2 separate regions of the Macaca mulatta genome follow, and region 1 is linked to region 2. The links are chromatin contacts, called in public Hi-C maps. All regions are on one chromosome and are shown on one strand. Each heading gives the region's core, a stretch centred on a gene start, on an enhancer-like site or on the middle of the called end of the contact. The rest is flanking DNA. Distances are from core to core; before and after follow the strand shown. Region 1 holds the start of ECHDC1 (ethylmalonyl-CoA decarboxylase 1). Region 2 holds the start of LOC106998157.

Region 1 (2,700 bases), core at 26-2,525, 74 kb before region 2:
TCCAAGCCAAGAACAGTAAGAGATCGCCCACCCGGGCTCACTCGCGACACTAGGGGGAGCGATACGGCTGCAGGAAAGGGGCAGCCTCGCGGCAGAGGCGGGATTTCCGGGGTCACGGGAACCGGCAGGGGAACAGGATAAAGTCCTCGGAGAAAGGAAAAGGAGCGTGGGATAGTAAAGGCGGCGACGCGAAAAGGAGGGGCTATACAGGAACGGAGGACAGGCGCGGAGGAGGTTCCCGGGGGGAGCAGAAACAAAGGCACGCAAAGCGGAAGAGCGTGTGTAAGGTAGCGGAAAAGGAAGTCACCGCCGCGGCCTGCGGGGCTACGAGGTCGTAAGGGCTGGCCTTAGCGCTTCAGTTTAGTGTTGTTAGTGGGAGAATCCTGAAATGTCGCCGTGGAATGGACTGTAGCGCTCGCTTCTCCAAACGTGTCCCAGACGGCGAGCCTCGCCGGCTCTGCGGCTTGTCTCTTGCAAGCGCCGCGCAGGCCTGCCACCTGCTGGACGTGGAGACGCGGTGCTAAGCGCCACGGGCCGACTGTACGCCGGGCGGGGAAGAAGGGCTGGGGGAAGAGATGAATCGGTCTTCGCAGAGCGCGCCGGGAGATCGCGAGATTACACTTTCAAAAGCATAAGGAGGCTTGCTTTCTACACACTAATTTCGGAGTACATTCGAGGCCCTGTGCTTAGTTAGGTAATGTTCCCTGTGACTTCTGTAATTGTCTTTTATGTATTAAATTGTCTTGCATAACTAAAACTTTTCCTGTATCGTGCCGCCAACTTTTCAAGAACGAAAGATGAGCAACTCCATTCTGGTAGAGGTGTTTTCATTGGAGAATTTTTGAGCTGCAGTAATCCTTTTAACGCTGCACACACATACAGGGGTTACACGTGTAGGGGATTAAAACCACAGTTAAGTTATAGGTTGAAGGGGCTGTTAAGGACTTCAGGCAACATCTAAATAAACACTCCGTTCTTTTCTCTGTTCCACATCTGGGAGCCTCCTGTATAGCACCTGTTGCTCTAGGTGCTAGAAGTACGCAGAGGAACTGGACAAGGGCAAGAAAAACAAAGGACCCCTTTCGAAGAACTAGCGTTCTGTTGGGAGAGACAAGCTTGTGGTGAGAAGTGTATTTGTGAAATCTACGAGGGCGGGGGAGGAGCGCAGTAATAAAACGGGTGATCCTTTCTTGATTTCTTATTGGGTTCTGGCCTGAAAGGCGACCGTATAATCAGCTGAGATTACTGCAGTGATTAACATTCCAGGAAGGGAAGCCAGCCTGTGAAGGAGCATGGCATTGAGACAGGGTGAGTGGTGAGATTAATAAACAGGATAGTTGGAGGTTTGATTTGTGGCCAGATTCTTAAGTCCCTGTATGGAATTTACGCTTAAGAAAATTATCGTTAGGCACTGCAAATACCCTCTTGCAGCTAAGACTAATTGGAAGACCTGGTTAAAAAACTAATTACAGCAAAGAGTGAGAGAGTGGTGATGAGAGATACAGATGTTGTGAGAGCAGACAATAAGGGGACTTTATGTAGTCCTATGTTAGAGGAGATGATTTGAAGTTACTCTGAGGAAGACAAAAATGTAACGGGAAGAGAGATCGCATATGCGAAAGCTTGAAATGGCGAAAAAATCAGAAGGATTTCAGGAACTGAAAGTTGTGCATTTTGCCTGTGTGAGGGAGAGTGTTGTGGGTGGCATGTAATGAACCTTGAAAGGTAGTTTATATTATGACAGCCTACAACCGAATCAGAACTTTTAAAAACAGGCGATATACAGACAGTCTGAAATCAAATGCTTCTGATTTCTATTGCGTGCTCTAGGCTAATTGTTTTCTAAGTATGAGTTTGCGTTAGTGTTCTGGATTTAGTGATTACAATATAAGGTGAAATAGGTAAGGGCTTTTAAGAGAAAATCTCACTTATTTCCTGTGCACTAAGGGGGAACAGATCACCTTTGCAGAACTTGAAAAAAAATGGAAAGTGCGACCTTTGAGCTCAGATGGGCTTTCTTTCCTCTTTTCAGTGGCTTGGTAGTGAGCTGCTCAGCTGCACCGAATCTTCTTTGTGGTGGGGCTGCGGGCTGCAACACATCCTGCTTGGCAAGTTTTAAACATAAGTTTTACCCCGAAGAAAGCTTATAAAATTGTAAATGCCTCAGAACCTTTTCATCTTCCTGTGATTCTGGAAGAAATCCAAAATACCAGTCGTTTAACTACATGCTTCTGCAGAACCTGAATCTTAAGCTCTGTTCACTTTGTACTATTAGATTCTATAGTAGATTAATAATGACTAACACCTTGTCATCTCATCGCTGAGCTTTTGTCTAAGATAGTCTCTGAATTTAGAACTGGGATGAAAGTATACATAATAGGCTATTATAAAATTTTTAGAATTGGATTTCTAAACTTGGGGTCAGTGAATCTAGCAGGCTCAAGCAGTGTTCTCAGGTTTTTCTGGCACAGACAAGGAATGTAAGAGGAGGAGAGAAAAGGAGAGACGGTAGTGGGAGAGAATAGAATGAGAGAAGAGAGAAAATATGGAATTAATAGTGAAAGGAAACGTGAAGTGTTATAAGATTTTCTTGGAAAAATTGGCATTTCAGTGATCAAAGATACTAATGAGACAAAATACTACTATTACATAAATATTTAATGTTTTAATGATTTGAGGATAAAAGGATATCTGATGGCA
Region 2 (2,700 bases), core at 75-2,574:
AGATTCCTCAGGCACAAGGCAACCAGATAAGAGAATGGAAAAGGCTCAGTACCTTCTGTTACTAACACGGGAGAAAAATACGCATTCGAATTCCCAACTGTCAGAGCTGTTAGATGTTTCCTGGTAGTATATGGTTAACATATAAAATAATACTCTTTAAACAGATCGATATTGTGAAAACAACATATTTAATATCCTTTTCTTCTTTTAACTCAAAATATCGTTTTGGATCCTTTTTAAAAAAAGTCTGTTCCTTTCCTCTGACAATTTTAAGTTGATGGAGACTGAAACAAAACACTTTGTAAGTTGACATCTCCTTTTAAAAAAAGTTAATTTTTTCTTTCTCTTGTCTAAAAGACCAGCTATTTGGAGAAAGTTTTCCTGATGATTATAATTCTACCAAGTTTTGAACAACCAGCGAAGAAAAAAAAATATTTAAATGTATTTCCATTCTGCCCACATGACACACTGGCCCATTTGAGACATAAATTCTAAATGAAAGATTGGACTGAACAACATCCTCCACTTTAAGATATACAAGGCACCAAAACAAACACATCCAAAATCTATTTTTAGAGTGGTGTTTCACTCTTCCGGTTTTCTCTTTAAAACGAGATTTACTTGACCTATTTTCAAGTGTTTTTAGGGCACCCAGGCACTCTATACAAACAATACTTGCTAGTCATAAAACAGCAAAGCAAAAATCACAAATCCTGGTATTAGTGTGGGACATTTTCTCCATGTGTCCTTACGTGCCATGTCTTTTAAAAGTCTAAATATAGATTCACTGACTAAAATGTCCTAAGTCTTCCAAATTCTATAATTATATACTGGATTGAATGCCATCATACGTTCACATCCCATTTGAAAAGTACACACACGGGGTGGGGGTGATGCGCCCAGTACCTGAAACGTCAATCATACAAAGAACAAAGCGTTCCCTATCTTTGGGCTTTCTTCTCACCTCAGTTCTACATTGTTTCAATATTACAAAAATATTAAACAAAATGTTCAAAACTTGAGATATAAGTGCTCACTAAAATGGCACTTGTAGAAAAGAAATTAAAACGTATACCAAAATGATTAACGATAAAAAATTCTAGTTGCCAGGATGTGTGTGTAAACTTACAGTCCTGTAGGTTTTACCTGTGGAGAGGACGGTTCCTTCTCCACACTCTTAAAAACAATTTTACATTCTTTAGAAGCCTTCGCAAAATAAATAGCGACAACAATGGAAGACCGACACTCCTCTCATGGGATGGAGGGTAGGAAGAGAACTCCCCACCCAACAAACAGAACAAAGCAACAGTCTCAGCTTTCAAGATGCACAGAGGGTTTGGAGGCTCAAGGGATACTGTGAGATCTCTTAATTGTCCCGATGCTTCAACAGCCGTCAAAACAACTAACAATATGCAGCGCTGGGCTTCACTAGAACAAGGTGCAGGGATTGCTCTCTTCGTATTAGCCAAGACCAAGACACCGAGGAGGAGGAAAAAAAGGAGGAAGAGAGAGAAGAGAAAGCAGCAGCCAGAGACACTCCGGGAAAAGACAAAAATGCAGACTCTACGCCCTGGCTTCGATCTGACCCAAGGCCTAAACTGTCTGACCCCACACGGGAAACAGGGAGCAGGCTACTGTCGAAAAACCATCGCCGCCCCTACACCTCGAGGCCAGGAGGTCCCCGGGTAAAGGCCTGAAACCACGGCCCAGGGGGAGGAGAGGGACCCGCCTGCCACCCGAGGCAGCGACGCGGGCTCAGGCGGAAGAGGCTGCGCAGTAATGGCCGCTGCTCCGCCCCTCGCACCCGGACCGAGACCAGCTCCGGCCGTCACCTAGGGCAGGGGCTGCGGGGCCCTCGGGCAGCGCATGGGCTGTCACGGTCGTCTTGCCTGCCCCAGCAGCCAAGGCGGGGGTGGTGGAAAGGGCTGAGCTGTCCCATCCCGCCTCTGCGCGGACAGCCGGGGCCGCGCCAGCCCAAGGGCGTCCATCTACGTACCGGCCCCTGACCCCGCCGCCGCCCCTCTCAGGCCCCGAGCGCAAGGCCGACCCGGAGTACGCTGCGGCTGGAGGTGACACCGCGAGGTATGCCTCCTCTCCCCGAGTGAGGATCCTGGAGTGGCCGGCGTTCACCCTGCTCCCCCGAGAGGGCCTCGCTCCGACTCCCACCTCTCCGGCCACAGCTGCGGCCACCTCGCAGTCTTTTCTCTCTGGCCTCGGAGCCCGCAGCGGCCGGGAACGCGCGCGGCCGTCACGTGACCACTCGGCGCGTCACGGAGGCGGGGCCGCGCGGGGCGGAAGCCGTGCCGCGCACCCGCGAGCTGGCTCCGGCGTCTCCTTTTTCTGTCCCTGCATCGCTTCGCTGCCTTCCCGCACTCTCTTGCTTGTGGGGACCGGCGACTTCCCTGCTTGGATTCTTCTGGCTGCTTTAGAGTGTGCTTTGGTTGTATTAGGGCCCAGAGCCACTGAAAGAATGCAGTTCCAGCAGAGAGAGGTTTGGGGTGGAGGAAGTAAAACGTGTGTAGGCCCGGCAGGTGGTGCTGCTCAAAAATCCAGCTTTGCTATCCCGAGGAAGCCCTGGGGCGCCTAGCTGAGTTTCGGCTTGAAGATCCCTTAGCAAAAGTACTGCTTGTTCCACTTCAAGAAAAAAAAAAAAGGAGGGTCGTGGGCGGGGATGGAGGGGAGAGAGTACTTTAGGACTTT

What was found. A called contact is a pair of places that touch in the nucleus more often than the background predicts.
Region 1: a Hi-C map of prefrontal cortex shows a contact between it and region 2, with 6 times the contacts expected there. The contact joins the promoter of ECHDC1 here to the promoter of LOC106998157 in region 2. A contact is called at or near these places in 3 of 14 Hi-C or Micro-C datasets (fetal cortex germinal zone, liver and prefrontal cortex).

What each region holds. Positions count from the first base shown.
Region 1 is chr4:32,349,899-32,352,598 of T2T-MMU8v2.0, reverse strand. It overlaps ECHDC1 (ethylmalonyl-CoA decarboxylase 1), which reads left to right and starts at 1,275. Exons shown (of 6, transcript NM_001261505.1): 1 at 1,275-1,308. The coding sequence starts at 1,293.
Region 2 is chr4:32,275,788-32,278,487 of T2T-MMU8v2.0, reverse strand. LOC106998157 reads left to right here and starts at 1,324. Exons shown (of 6, transcript XM_078001031.1): 1 at 1,324-1,685; 2 at 1,837-2,700. The coding sequence starts at 1,324. The coding sequence ends at 2,587. It also overlaps a transcript of RNF146 not described here.